Linked DNA regions of Oryzias latipes: region 2 is linked to region 1. The links are chromatin contacts, called in public Hi-C maps. All regions are on one chromosome and are shown on one strand. Each heading gives the region's core, a stretch centred on a gene start, on an enhancer-like site or on the middle of the called end of the contact. The rest is flanking DNA. Distances are from core to core; before and after follow the strand shown. Region 1 holds the start of LOC101171696. Region 2 holds the start of suco (SUN domain-containing ossification factor).

What was found. Hi-C and Micro-C count contacts between places; a contact is called where the count stands out from the background.
Region 2: a contact with region 1 is called in a Hi-C map of embryo, with 4 times the contacts expected there. The contact joins the promoter of suco here to the promoter of LOC101171696 in region 1. A contact is called at or near these places in 4 of 5 Hi-C or Micro-C datasets (embryo and fibroblasts).

Annotation. Positions count from the first base shown.
Region 1 is chr17:15,620,996-15,628,936 of ASM223467v1, reverse strand. LOC101171696 reads left to right here and starts at 2,799. Exons shown (of 3, transcript XM_004079061.4): 1 at 2,799-3,302; 2 at 4,035-4,231; 3 at 5,339-6,334. The coding sequence starts at 3,099. The coding sequence ends at 5,837. LOC101171439 (transmembrane protein 8B) reads left to right here and starts at 6,500. Exons shown (of 13, transcript XM_023965023.1): 1 at 6,500-6,649. The coding sequence starts at 6,589.
Region 2 is chr17:15,836,301-15,844,241 of ASM223467v1, reverse strand. It overlaps suco (SUN domain-containing ossification factor), which reads left to right and starts at 2,673. Exons shown (of 23, transcript XM_011486472.3): 1 at 2,673-2,921; 2 at 5,262-5,361; 3 at 6,653-6,760; 4 at 7,090-7,301; 5 at 7,398-7,499; 6 at 7,580-7,721; 7 at 7,803-7,917. The coding sequence starts at 2,848. It overlaps dnm3 (dynamin-3), which reads left to right. Exons shown (of 21, transcript XM_023965739.1): 21 at 1-342.

The sequences.
Region 1 (7,941 bases), core at 1,550-4,049:
ATCCGAAATGATCAGAGGATTTAACCCTTGTGCTATCTGAGATGATCCCACCCTTACATTGACGTGTTCTCCCTAACATTATAAAGGTGGAAAGATTTCATGTCATCCATGGACACCAGTGAAGATCACAAATCATTGAAGAAAAAAGGTTCAGAACACTGTCTAGTGGGTCTAGATGACCCAACTCCCAACGTTAAAGTGCCTAGGATAGCACAAGGGTTAAAAGCAGGACAAAATAAAAGGGAATTATCACTTAAAAAGATATACCTACTGTATGCTTTTAAGACTGCGTATCAGAACCTTATGAGAGTAACAGATATTTTCTTTCTGGGGGAAAAAAGTCTCATTTTCCGTTTGGCAAAAAGAAATACCTCTTCCAGAAAGTTTTGTCTTTCAAAATGAGACATTTTTGCCAAAATCAAGTAAAACTGATCAACCTGGAAAATGTTTTTATAAGTAAAACAGTACTCACAGTAGTTACTGTTCAATGTTTCTATCCTAAATATCAAGACCTGATGTTTTAAAACTTAAACTGAGCCAGATTTAATACAGAAAAGAATCTTGTAATTGTGTCTCATTGGAGGACAGGTCAAAGTTCAATATCTGTAAAGATGAAAAGTCATCTGAGTCAAAAAGTACTGGATTTTCATTATGAACTAACTCAAGTTAGAGTAAAGATGAATGATGTTTCATGGCAGGGCTGATCCCTGACTCTCTGTCGCCCTCCTCTGGGCATTTCTGCTACTGCTGACCTCTTTCTGTTGCTTTCTGTTTTGTCCCCACAGATGTGAAGGACAACTGACACCCCTGAAAGCCATCTGCACTCATCCTGGCTGTATTTAGCTCTAGTTTTTTACAGTGTTTACCTGCCAGTCTAATAGCTAACTTCTAGTCACAAAGAAACCACAGCTGTTAATAAACTTAACCCTGACCTTGACATTAAATTTGGTCTTTTTTTGTCTTACCAAGACCGTTCTTCACCAATCAGCATACTTCTCCTTTCATAATTAGAAAATAATTTGAGTTCATTTTCTTATAAAGTCACATAGATAAATTTGTTTCTATAATTATCCCATATGAGTCAATTTGCTGCTTCATGATGTGTTTAGTGATTCCCGAACATTGCTTAACATTCCTTTTTAATGATTAGTTTTAATGATAAAGACAACACAGGTCTGAACTGCTGCATTACAGTCACACTGACATCAGCTGGGAGAAAGCAGGAAACTCCCACAAGTATAGCTCTGGTTCTGACACACATTAATGTGGGCCAAGATAACAGAAAATAAAAATAAATCATCTATTTGAAGCATGTGGCAGATGGCAACATCCTAGTCAGACCTGTTTTTTTTTCTTTTTAAAAACAGTGAAATAAATGACTTAGTTTCAATTTATAAACAGAGGTAAAAATATTGATTGGTGTTAAATCACTGTGTTTTGGGTAATATTGGATTTCTTTCAATGGTGAAGGTTAAAACCGGCATCAAGTGGAGCCCTTAAGGTCTGCATGGACCACTTATATACAGGATATCTGGGGTCATTCACCTGCTGTTGTTCATCTTTCAGCATATACCTTCAGGGGTCGCCACAGCCAATCAGCTTCCACTAAGTCACACATTTGGTTTAGTAGAGATTTTTACATCGGATGATCTTCTTGACACAACCCAGTATTTTATCCGAGCTGGGGACCGGCACAGGGATAACCAGACTTGGGCCATCTTGCTGTTACATCGTTAGGCAGTAAGCTCATCGCGTCTCCTGGGAATATAATTGAATAAAAAGTCGATCATTAAAAAAAAAAAGATTTTAGCTGCTTATTTTTGTTTTCGGAAAAATTGCAAAAACCACAAATGTGATATTTCATTACAGACCTCTGAATAGTAACACAAAAAATACAGTAAAAAAAAGGATCACTAGAGAAAATTGAAGTGTAAAAACGAATGTAATCAAAGCACTATTGAAAACCGTTGTTTAGACCAGGGTTAATTTTATTTTGAAAAGAATTTATATTGCAGGCAAAAAAAGCAAATTTGTTAGTTGTAGATAAATTTAACCCTGTTAAAATTCAGTTGTATTTAAACTCTATATGTATAAAATTAATGGCTTAATGGCAGAAAAAATATAAGTAAATGTGTTTTTCCAAACTGTTGGGTTTCAGAAATGGGACTTACTTCAGGATTGGGACCTAGACATTTGTCTGCATTTCCTGTTTTTAAACCACCTCTTCAGCATGATAATCAGCTTCATCGTTTGGCTCAAATCCGAGGGCTGTGGAGGATTTGCTGCCTTGCTCTTATATCGAAGTGTTAACCAGATGTTCCTAAAGAAGCTCAGAAAGATAAACATATGTTGGTTTCTGAAGATAAGGATGGAATGTGACATGAGCAGCAAATCACAGGATAAGGATGCCGTCCAATCAGATTTCTGTAATGCTCAAGCTTATTTTGATGGATATTTTTATTCACTCTTATAGGTTGAGTGTAATCAAAGCAGATTTTCAATGACTGGATTTTATTTTTAAATTTGTTTCACTTTAATATTTTCTTCAATGATTACTCCTAAAAATGAGTCATCCTTTAAATTTGTATTTTATTTGAAACGTATTAAACATATATTTTCTGTTACTGTTGCTCCATCTGAAACCGAACCGACCTGAGACCTACCGGTGCATGCGCTCTCCTTTTGGGCAAACAGGAGGTCCATGCGCGCCAGTGTCATGCGCCGTGCGCGCTTACATCAGCAGCTCGCTGAGAGCAGGTGCTTCCCGCAGCCTCCCATGTGACCTCCTCTGTAACTCCCACCATTGTTTGTGAACTTCACAGAGAGGACTTCCACTTTCCAGCATCATGTTTGGGCTGCATACCATCAGTGCGCGCTGCGTGAACGGCGGCAGCAGAAGCAAAACCATTACATCCACGTTTCTAGCTTTTTCTTGGAATGTTTTTTCTTCCTCGTGTCTAATTATGGAGTTTTTTTTTTAATACAACCTGAGGATATTGGTGATTTTGCCATGTAATTTGATTGGATTTTTTTCTGTTCGAGGCAAGGGTTTTAGCTTTTTACGCACATTTTACGCACACGGACTCACTTTGCTAAGCATGGCGGAAGAAATCCACAGCGACTCCTTTCCAGATTTGAACGAGTTGGAGAACAAGATTGGAAGGAAAACACCCGACAGTCTCCTGGTTTGGATGAGGGAAGACTGCGAGCAGGGATGGAGATCTGACCATTTGGCCAAAGGAAGCGACTCAACCCTCTGCCACGACTTAACTGAGAAAATAACCAACTTAAAACAAGAGCTGGTAAAGAAATCCTCTTTTGCTTTTCATTTCTTTGACATAAGAATGCCTTTGTGTGATGCAGTTACCCCACCTGTGGACACTTTCGAGTTGCCATGGCTTGCTGAACCAGTTGACGCCAACATTGCTGTGTTTGTGCTCAAATGTCAAACCCACAGAGCACCTTTCTGAGCCACTTAACCTGTTCTTATATCTCTGATGACATATACTGTCACTTATTAGATCACACCCATCATCTGTTTTCTTGTTCCGTTCCTTTCTCTTTTATTCTCACATAATAACAAGGTTATAATAGCAAAAAGTAGGTTTTAGTAAACCACATATAAATAACATTTGTATTTTATTTTGCTATATAATGTCATTTTCGGGCTGCACGGTGGTACACTGATTAGCGCTCTCATCACACAGCGTGAAGGCCCTGGTTCGAAATGTCTGTGTGTGTGTGTGTGTGTGTGTGTGTGTGTGTGTGTGTGTGTGTGTGTGTGCGTGTGGGTGTGTGCGTGTGTGTGTGTGTGCACGTGATTGCGATCCCTGCGACAGGCTGGCGACCTGTCCAGGGTGTACCCCGCCTTCCCCCAACAGGGACAGGCACCGGCAACCCCCGTGACACCAAAAGGGATAAAGTGGCTTAAGAAAATGGATGGATGGGTGGAATTTCCCCCATTATTTTAGTTTAAAGCTATACACACTCCCAACGTGCCTGTAGCTCATCAGCCCTTCTGTTTGTCCATGCAGAGGTGGCTCCGCTCAACCGATGTGAAGATCCTGAAGCAGTTGGTGGCGGTCCACGAGGGCATCGAGGCCATGCGCTGGCTCATGGAGGAGAGGGGCACCTCAACCAGTCGTCGCAGCAGCCTCACAGGAAGCCTGAGCAGCCTGGCAACGGTGGAGGAGCACGGGTTCTCCATGTCTCCCTTAAGCGATTGTTTCAGGTGTGCAGTGATGAACTTCACCAAAAATAGGTTTGGTGGAAGTCTCTGTTATTTTAGTGTTCAGTCCAGATAACACAGAGCTACCTAGAGGTTAAAACCAATTTTAAAACCAATCCATTTGAATTAATTTAATCCTTTGACACCTGTATTTATTATAGCTATGAAAAAAAAGGTCACTTACGTTTTTGCTTTCAAGTAGATACGCTAACTTTGTTGAGACAAAGTGGTTTGATGCATATTTGCGTCAACAGGCGTTGGAGGTCAGGATCAAGAACTCCATTAAAACAAGTAAATTGGCAGCTACAATCCAAAGAAAAACTTCTGGAAGTCTAGAAATATATTTCTTATTCGTTCTACAGAAAAAGAAAAAGAAGCAAGAGAAGCAAATGCACTAATATGTTCAGTTTTTACAGAACAAATTGGGCTAAAAGGAGGGTTTTCAACTATTCTTGAGCATTAAACTGAATTTTACCTAAAAATTTTTAACCCCTTGACATCTAAATTTGTTTTCTGCAATGAAAAAAAAAACATGTTTTTGCTTTCAAGTAGATGCTAAATGTTGGTAATTTAGGAGCTAAAATGCATGTTACATTGGCTTTTCTTCAGCAAACAGAAGTTTCATGCCAATCCATCCCTCTATCTCACACATTTGAAGAGGAAAATGGTGTTTTTGGTGTTTTTAACATGTACATTTTTCTAATATCGGAGGACATACGTATGTACAGAAAATTAAGCTTAACTTTGAATTTCTGAGCATTACTTTATTCAAATCGTTGAGAATCAGGAGCAAACCCAACAAAAATGCTGTTTCAAAATAATTTTAGATGTGACGTAGAAGCTACAACAGCAAGTCACAGGGTCCCTGCTTCGCTCCGTTCTGATGCATCCACTTGCAGACAAATAGATCCATGTACGTCTTTGTTTTCCTCGTATGACAGAATCTGGCTCAAAACGTTACGCCTGGATGGCTCCAACATTGTTTGCCATTTTTCTTGCACCCGTCAAAAGATGATTGTAGTGGGACTTTAATTCCACAGTGTTGTGAAATTTCTCCATCCCAACGTTCTTGATTCATGTGGTTGAACACTTGGTTTGGTTGTTCCACAGAGACAGTGCCTTGTTCCCCGAGGATTTGTTTAAAACCTGGAGCGAGAAACCAGCTGATCCACCACACGCCAAGAGTGCTGATCCAAACCACTTGGAGCTCAGCACAATGGACATAAGACCTTCAAGTCTACCTGCCCCTAAATCTACAGTCACTCATTCTGCATTTGGACGTCCCGATCCGTCATCAGTTACACATTCAAACTGTTTGGCTCAACCCAACCTTTGGGCAGGGGAGCCAAAAAAGATTAAAGGTAATGCAGAGACAATCAGAAGAGCTCTGCAGAGGTCAAGCAGAACACGGAAAGAGCTAAAAGCAGATTTATTTGGTCCAAGTCAACAATCAGGAGCCAAAAACCCAGTCAATTCAACAGTGGAAACACTCACAGAGGGTCATACCAAAGGTCACAAGGAGAGCTCCGCTATTGCTGAAAATGTCCTACCAGGCTATGATACTCAGTGGTGTTGGGTGGAGTCTCAGGATGATGTCACATTTTTATGATTTTATCAATACAATTTAAGCAATCTTTGTTTTAAAGTTTTCCAATTTAAAAGGAAATTTCCAGGAATACAGAGGTACATGAACTATGATACTGAGAGTGTGGAGTTACAAAGAAAGTGATTCTCACCTGTCTACCAGCTTGTGTCTGTCTTATGTGTTTCTCTTTATAACACAGGAATCAAGAAAGAATATTAAGGACAATTGTTATTTAATTCTCTGTAAATTAAAATGATCATGCAGCTTAAAAAAAATTAAAACTCAAACAGTACTGTCAAATATTATCTTTATATACTGATTTTTTTTAAGTTTTTTTCTGCCTTGTTTTGAAAGGTTTTCTGTTTCTCTTTAAAATAAAGAAAGAAATAAAATTTGAATTTCAGACATTAATATGAAGACACTGAATAGTGTCAACTTTCTGAGGATGCCAAACCACAATGAAGCATGCTTTTATTTTGTATTAAAGGAAATTTACAAACAAAGTTGACGTGTGAATTGTTATAATACAAAAGTCATTTTTTTCTTTATTTACACAAAAGGGTCTTGACAACCATCACTGAAGTTTAATAAATAAATAAATACGTTTTGTAAATCAAGAAATAAATGTAAAAGAATATTTCCAACAGTCATTGAAGGCTCCGTTTTCCAGCGTTACGTCACATGTTTACGCACTTACCCGGAAGTGATTTTGCAGGTACGGTTAGGTTATGATAGGTGTGAAGATGTAAGAAAATTCAGACGGTTGAGAGGAAACATGGACGTTTTTCTGCCTGCAATCCTTCTCGTTGCTGCAACGACGTGGACGTCACGAGTGGGTAAGAAATGTCAAGTGGAGACACCGGTTTAAATTATTAGCATTTTTGCTAACTGTAGTGTTACGGTTTGGTGTTAAGTTACACAAAGATAAATGTACCAGTAAAATTGCTAAATAATTTGTTTCGTTGAACTTGTTTGTGGGAGTTTTAAGAATGTTATCAAAAAGTGCTTATTTATTACTGACTCGCTTATAAATTAACAAACTGTGAGACTAATTATCGTCTAGTTTTACGTTTACTAAATTTTCCAATTTGGGGAGTGTAAGCTAAGAGATATTAAACTCCACCGTGGACCCATTTAAAATTTTTGTTTATTTATTCAGTTTTCTCCAACGAACTAATAAAAATATTAAAACATATTTAGAGATGACGTAGAGGTCTTTGAACGCACCACCTTTTCTATTCAAGAAAAGTGAAGGCTAGAATTACGTAGTGACCTATAAAGGTGTTATTGAGTTAAAATGAGCTTTTTAGCACTAATACACCAGATGCCACGGTTAAAGAAATACTCTTTAGTCGGAATTAATATTTTTTATTTCTGTTTTGGATTTATTAGTTTGTTGTTCAAGACATTTGAGCATGTGCCATGAGGAATCAAACCACCAACCCTCATGGTTTTTATAAATATACTAAAGGCTGCTCTACTTTCTGAACCTCAACAGGAATTGAAGATTATTTGTATGTATATTTATATATATTTTTTTATTTGTCGCTCTTTTGATCAAACTCTACAGAAAGCGATGACGCTTTTAGAACATATGAACCATAGCTTATTCTACCTCAGCTTGTTCTACCACGGCTTGTTCTACCATAGTCACCTTGTTTAGGCTGATGTGGCACTCTGGAATCTATTTAAGTTGTATTTCCTTTGAGAGCAGCTGTAGAGAAATCACAGGAAATAACGAGCTTTGGCTGCATTTCCTTGAATAAAATATCTAAGCAATGCTTAAAGCACTGCTTGATTTGTACTTGACTGCAGAAAAACTCTTCTTGTCAATATCGGTACTCGCGTTGTGGTAAAAATCATTCTTCATTGTTATAATTTTGGACATTTTCTTATCTGCCAAGAATTTGAACACTGAGTTGTGATCTTTAGTTTAGTCCATTTAACCCCATATCATCACACTTGCACTTACGTGCTTCAATAAATATAAACTAAATTTAGAGTGGATTTAATTTAATTTTAGCTTAGTCACTTAGAATTAATGTCTTTTTTGATGTCAAAGTGTATATAATTTTAATAAATTGTAACACCAATGCTCCTTCAGTTAGAATAACTGTCATGTTAAATG
Region 2 (7,941 bases), core at 1,424-3,923, 220 kb before region 1:
TGTGAGCCTAAATTGTGTTCTTATGTATATAGGTAATGATAAGGAGATACTATACCTGTGGATTGTAAACACCTTATTAAGAATCCTTATGCTTAAACTGTTCTCTTTGTCTCTATTCACTACATGCTTTCCAATTTAGACTGCCTTACTGGCATAAACTACAATTTTTAATTGCCAAAGGTAAATACAGCTCTGAGAAGTGAAAAAAAGGAAGAAAAAACAAAGACAGGAAAATGACTTTATGTTTAGGGCACAATAATGGTAAATTTGGGAAATGTATTAGTTGTTATATTCTGTGCGTCTGTATCGCTCCTTAATAAACATGTTCCTGATGATGTTAAACTTTGTCCTCTTTTTTTAAAAATTGGGTTGGTGGATTTGCATAAAGAGGCTCATAACTTATATATTTTTTATGGTTTAGACTTCATACAAATTTGAAGTGATAGGAAAAGACATGAGGAGCAGAGTTGGGATAAAATACTTTAAAGAAGTAAGTAAAAACACGGAAGAGATCAATATTTATTATTTTAGCAGTTGAAAAGCAGATGCTGCAGCAAGTCAAATTTCTAAAACAACAGCAGAATTACATTTTTTTTTATTTTATTATCTTGAAAATGGACCTAAATTAATGTAAAATTTTATGTATTTTACCACTTCCCATAAATGAAAAATTGCATTGAAATTTAGTTTTACATTTTTTCTATTTGTTTAAATACACATTTAATGTATTTGTTCTTCAGGGTTTTTAAGTTCTTGATTTAAAGAATTTTCAAACAATAGTTTCAAAAATACAAATATTGTTAGTTTTGTTACAGTTTTTTTTAATTAAATTGAAAGATTATTATAGTTTCTCATGAAGTGTTTGCTTTCTAATGAGAGTAAGCACGTCACAGTTTATACATTTATAGATTTTTTGTGGAAATGTTTTTATTTTTCGACTTTGTGCTTTTAAAACTGGGATTCATTATGTTTGCTATTTTAGGGAAATTTCTCACTGTAATAAAAAAGCAAGGATTTTTCTTTCCGTTTTAAAAGAATTATCTAATTATTTCAGAGAAACATTGCATTAAACATTTTATCAAGAGGATGTTCAGCTGCTTTTTTTCAATTCTACAGAGAATAAACCAGTTGGCTTAATTTTTTAGTGCATTTTACTTTGAAAACAAGGGTTGAATGGCAGTTTCTAATATGACTTTACCTTAATAATGTCATTTATTTCATTAAGCCTCAGTTTGATATTTTCTTTGTCAAGTTTGCATGAGTACACTGGTGTAATCTGGGTTGTTTTCCACAATAAATCAGTTTGTCCATTAGAAATAATATATTTTCCAGCTAACATTCCTTTTAGCCCTCTATGCTCTAGCTCTAAGAAGAGAAAGCAGGTTTTAATTTTTTTGTGGTAAACATCTCAGACCTCCATTACTCTCATTAAAACACAGTAAGAAAAAAAAACTTTTAATGTAAAAAAAGACAGGAGGTTCGTTTATTCCTTTTGTTTTAATTACCCTTCAAAAGAGTGACTGATGTAGGGCAATGCAGCTGTGTCCTGAACGCTGGCTCATTCACGCCTTCAAACTCTTTAAAGTTGGGTGGGAGCGCCCCCTGGTGTTCAAACTACGGAATCATAAGGTTATACAAAAAGGAAATGACGGCATTTGTCGAATACTCTGTTATTAAAATAATAATAATGAATATAATCAAACAGAAAACAACAAAAACCTATCTGAATAATGTAATTTGTGCTATCCAATAGTAGGATGGTGTAGCCCTTAGTAAAAAGTAGTCTACTACAGTGATACTTAAAATTTAAGCCGTATACTTGAAGTTTACTTTTTTATAGTATCTATATATTTTAAACTTAAATTATTCAAATTCAGGCTTAAGAAATATTTATACTACACTTCACATACAGTGCAGTGTATGAGTAAAGTACACTTACTATACTTAAACTCCAGTCTACTTAATAGATCAAACCTACGAGAGTCAAGTGTCACTCTTAACCCTTGTGTTATCTTATGACCCCACCCTTCACATTGACGTGTTCTTCCTGCAATGACACAGGTGGATGAAGGTGAAGAGGATTTCATGTAATCCATGGACACCAGTGAAGATCACAAATCATTGAAGAAAAAAGGTTCAGAGCACTGTCTAGTGGGTCTAGTGTCTAGTGTCTAGTGGGTCAACGTTAAAGTGCCTAGGAGGGTTAAGAGGGAGGGTTAACACAAGGGTTGAGAGGAAACATGTAGATTAGTGAAAGACAGTTTTTACATTTAAGATTTGAGATTGGTTTACATGGAATTATAGAGGCCTCCTAAATTTCTCATTCATCCTTAAATTCCATTATTATTATTGTTATTAAAGCTTTTAAACAGGCAGACCAAAACACAGGGGTACGTGGGGTGGGTGGGTAGGGATAACAATTCAGAGCAGGAGCACATAAAGTAATTTTTTTATCGTAAATTTTAAAGGTTGTCATAATTATAAGTGTTGTTGACCTTTGTGAGTCGTGATTCGCTGACTTAAGTTAAATTTCGGCGCTTTTTAACACTCAAAGAACAGGAACTCATTTACCTCGGGCGACCCCGGTAAACAAAACGAGCGCATCCTGGTTAGTTTGAACTGAGTCACTACGCAGCTTTTCGTTCATTGGCTGAATCAATGTCGATCCGCTATGACGTAAGCAGTAGCAGGTTGTTGTATACACAGCAGTGGCTAGCATCACAGTGGAGCCGTTAAACATCCGGTTATCACGGTAGATAGGGTGAATTCACGTCGTTAGAGGCCATTCGGTAGCAAAAGTTTATTTTTATGTAGTTTGGTGAGGATGTCTGTCCCGTCAGGAGCGGGATGAAGATGACACAGCTGTTTCAGCGAAGAAGAAGAAGTGTGTCATTGTGGCTATATATAGCTGTAGTATGCTGGTGAGTTCCAACTAGTTTTCTTCTTTCTTACTTCAATTTCCTCGGTTTTAGCGCTAAGAACCAAACGTGAGGGCTAACTTCCGGTGTTTTATCAGTCGCGCGCATCCATTACCGATAGAGCCATGAAGCTAGCGTTGACGTTATGCTGTGATGTGGCACCTAGAGGGTCGACTTTTGACAGGTCAGACTGTTAACGTGATGAGCTCAGGAATGGGCTTTGATAATTTGCCAAGTCTGTGCGCATTAAGAAATGTGTGGTTAACTCCGGACTAGTCTAAACGAGCGCGTGACCCAAACAATCAACTAATGAATAATCTGGAGGAATTATTGCTCATGACTGTTCATGCTCTTGATCTTTTGTTTGGCAAACGGGAAGTTCCAGCTGTCCTACATTATAAATAGTACAAATTATTGATCACTATTGTTACTGGGATTTGTTAAAAATGATGATTAACCAGCCTTATAGTCACTTTTATTCTTTGTTTTTGGTCCCCGATTGTATTTGAGCTAAGTATAAGAAGCTCATGTCTCCAGCATTAAATATTGTTGTTGTTGTTGTTAAAATTGATAACCAATTCAATTATTCTATCTCTTTTTGATATATCTGTCTATACATATATAGTCCTTTTTTTTCATCTTCTAATTTTATTTTGATCACCTAAAATAGAAAACTTCCAGCCCCCCCCCCCCCCCCCCCCCCCCCCCCCGGATTAAAAGAGTACCTCACTATAAAAACATCAGGTGTGTAATTTAAAAGAATCGACTTTTAAATGACAGGAAGGGTTGCCATGACGACTCATAATAATCTGGGTAGACAAAATAAGTATGAATTTGACTCTTTTATTTCTTTATTTTTTTACTGGATTCTCTCTGCAGTCTTGCATACAAATGAAACCTTGCCTCGTTTTATTTTTAATTCGTGTCATTAAATAAAAAAATGTTTTTAAAACAAGTCCTTTCTTCAAGGATCCATAAGTTTTTCAGTTTAAAATTGAATACATTGTACATTGCTTGTTTTGTAACATTCACACGAAAACTTTATACTTTGTAATCCACTATAAAAATAATGCATCTCTATTTATCATCTATGTTGGATTTGAAGTCCTTTGAATGAGTGATATTGATTACAGAACGATGTTTCGGTTGCTGAAATAAACATTCAGAAACCAAATTTTCTGCTCTGGAATCTAAAATGAAATGCTAGGATGGATTGATGACTAATCTCGGGTAGAGCGCCACCTTTAAAATGTCAAACGCCACATTTATTAACACATTATTTCTGATTTTTTTTTTCCAAACACAGCCAAATCAAAATAGTCTTTGCTCAACATTTACACATTCTGCAGCTAGACTTTAATAGTAATGCCGATATCCCATAATCCCTTTGTTTACTCATCTTACAGCCCCTCACAACCCCAAACTAACACTACCGCTGCAACAAAAATAGCAAGCAAAATTTGAGGTTTTTTTCTTCCTGTACTTCTTGGTTAGTTTATCCAAATATGCAGCTGAATTACTTTAAGTTCCTCTGTGACGTCTAATTGTGATTATGTAATTCTTAACCACAATTCTACTACCAAAATGTCTTAAAAAGCCATATTTCATGTTTATCTGAAGCCTCTATTTCCAAAATCTCCTCTACATGGATGTGGCCGCATAGACCCAGAGGAAGGGTTATGTTTAGCTGTTCGTACCAAACGCAATCCGCGCGGCAGAGGCATTTTCAATGTTGAGTCAATGGTCAAGACACAATCTGAGGTCCTGCGGTGTGATTTGAGGAAGGGGCACAGCACGAAGATCTGGCCGCAGTGGGATTTGAGCGGCGTGGCATGATTTGTGCCCTTCCAGTACCAGTACTCGTCCCAATGACTGTTGGGCGAAGGCGGGTACACCCTGGACAGTCTGTCACAGGGCCGATGGAGCTGGAGCGATCCCGATCATTATGCTGGCACATTGCTGCAACCCCCCGCACGTGTTTTCTCTTCTGCCGCAGCTACGCTTGTCCACACTGGACGGGGCCGATCAGGGAGCTTTTGCATGCACATTGCAATGTGCATGCAATCCTGGGCTGTCGTGACATCACAAAGTGTGACAGTTTGATTGACAGCAATTCCAAAGGAGAAATACTCAGAAATGATTACATTTGATCTCTTTCATAAGAAAAATTCCAGAGGTCATAACCTCCAAAAGCATGATTTTTATGTTTTTCATGTAATTTGTTCTTTGATTGTGATGTTAGCAGACTAGTTTGATTTAAATGTTAAATAACCTTTTCCCTTTAAATTCCATCACTTAGGATTGAGCCTAATACTTTTTCTTTTTTCTTTTTTGTTTGAACAGGTCTTCTAGGCTGTTTGTTGAATGTGTGGAATCCCACCCAGAGGACCAAAAATCCGGGTCCACACAGATCCACGTCCCACATGAGCCGCCTTATCAGGAAGTACGTTTAACTAACGTTGTGATACTACAGCTCAGAGGTTTTTTAAAGGTGGTTTAGTGATTAAAAAAAACAAAAAAAAAAACACCCTGCAGTAAATAAATGTGTCAAGAGTCCTGCTAGAAATATCAGTTAGTTGAAAGGCGAATGGGATCTTTTTGTCTAAGCGTGCTGGTATTTTTGTTTCCTGAAGGGTCAAATTTGTATCGAGTACATCTATAGAGAGTTTAAAATCCTCCTATGGAATATGCATCAACTTAATCCTCCAGTGTAACCATTGGAATACAGAGTGGATGCATATCATGATCCAACACAATTATGTTGTTCGGTTTTCCGTTTTGGTGGTGGAAGATCGGCTGACTTTTTGGGTTGGTAAATGGTTTGAAAAATAAGTAATATACTTAAAAAAAATAAAAATAAATGATATACATTTTGAATTAGAGGGAGTTCTGAGCATTCAACAGCAAATTACAAACAGATTCAACCTGTTTCAAACCGCTATACTCTAACGTTTTAAACACATGAAGGCTGGTGGTCACATTAAAGAGACGTTCTTGGGTAAGAAAGAAAACAGACAGAAGAAGGAGGTGTAACAAAATACCGAGCAAACATCTCAATTCATCTGTGCCCAGATGACCCAAAAGATCCAAATGATATCAGCACACCTTCTATTATAAGAATAGTTTCCTTCAGAACTAATCTATTGATGCTGGGATTGGAAAAAAAAGACAAATTAAAGACGCTTTCTGATGAAGATGGTCATTTTTGGTGTTTTTACCATGTTCTTGTGGCGTTTTACTGATGTTGGAGGACAGTTTTAAGAAAATGAAGCTTAAGTTTGCATTTCGGAGCATTTTTTTTTTTTTTTTCAAATTAAAATCGTGATGAATCAGGAGCAGACGAAAGAAAAATGTTTTTAAAAAAAAAAATCGTATTTGTAACGGAAATAAAGAGTCTGGGGGGGCCACAAGCTCCCTGCAGCGGAGAGAGGAAGGGGTTGCTCTATGTCAACGGTCTTGTCCACAACTCAGAGGCAGATTTCTACTGAACTCCTGCTGCTGTGGAGAAAGTATGTTCTACAAAACAAATGAAATTATATAAAATACATGGATCAAAAGAGGAATAGAGAGAGATTGAGTTCAGAGTGCAGAGTGCAAAGTGAGTTCAGAGAATGAAATATTTCATTCAGTTTGAAGAGTTTTCCTTTTGTCATTTTGGACTTTAAGAGCAATTGTCTGTTTTGGTGATATTTCTGTATAACTGTATCTTTACATATACACATTTCTGTTTCCAGACTGAAGTTAGCCTTAGTTTCTCTGCTCAGCCTCCATTTAACAGTGAGCAGCCGACAGCAGCCGATCCCCCAGAAACACAAGAGGAGGAGCTAAAAGCCCAAGCAGAGGTAATGCAGAGAAAAACAAAACCTTGGGGAACTTTTGGGTTAAAAGAACATGCAATTTTGGATTTTTCCTTTAACAAATATTAAACTTCTCCCTCCAAAAGTTGGTGAACTTTTAGTGGAGCCTGCAAATGAACAAACTGCTGACTGTGTCTCATTTATGGCTTAAAACATTCATGCCATTTAAAAAAAAATAGAAATCATAAAAGCCTTTCTTTTTTTTTTTCAACTTTGACCTCCCTCTGGTTTTCATCTCATCCCACATTTTTCGGCTCGGTGGTTGAAATCGTACCCCAAACCTGTCAAATCTCTGCTCCTTTTTTCGCGTTTAGAACTTTGTAGCAGAGACATCTGCTTCAGAAGGAGAGCCGGACGCACTCGATGTGATTTCAAACCCTGAAAGTGCCTCGTATCCCGAAGCGGCCGTCTCTCAGGATCAGGGTTCTGTCCTTCAGCCGCCTTCCAGCAACTCTGAGTCTGGGACGTCTGCACTGAATGCAGATGATTCCGGCAGCGCCGGCCTGCAGGAGTCTGACCAGAACAGGCAGGTTCCTTCTCTTTTCGTTTTCTCACCCAACTCAGAAACTGTTATAAAAAAAATTAACCTCTTTTTATTTTAAATTTTTTGTGGGAATTTCAGTGCTTCAAGTGATGGGTCTGGTGCAGCCAGTATTGAAACTGGTTCTGACCCGCTTCAAAATGACTGTGAGGAAGAGGAGGAGAACCCTTATGACACAGAAAGGTTCTATAAAAAGTTCCTTTCAAACCCAACCAAAGCCTAAGGAAGCGCTAACGTTTCTGTTGTTTTTGTTGTCATGACAGACCTCCGTTGGTTCTGGAAAACACTTCCAACGTTCACACCACCGGGACTAAAACCCACGCAGACCCCCCTCTGAGCCCCCCGGCTGCTCCCGCCGACACCCGTCTGGAATCCAACGCGTCCCACAAGCTGACGGAGTCGCCGGTTAGTGGATCGGATGCAGCGTTTTCTTTTCTGTTTGGAGGGGAAATGTCCCCGCTCTCATGTTCTGGTCGCCTCTGACAGGGCCTGAGCCCCACCGCCACGGCAGACGGCGACTCCGGTGGGAGCAAAGAGCCGGAGGACATCCCCACCTTCGATGAGTGGAAACGCAAGATGATGGAAGTGGAGAAGGAGAAGAGTAAGAACATGGAAACAAAACTAA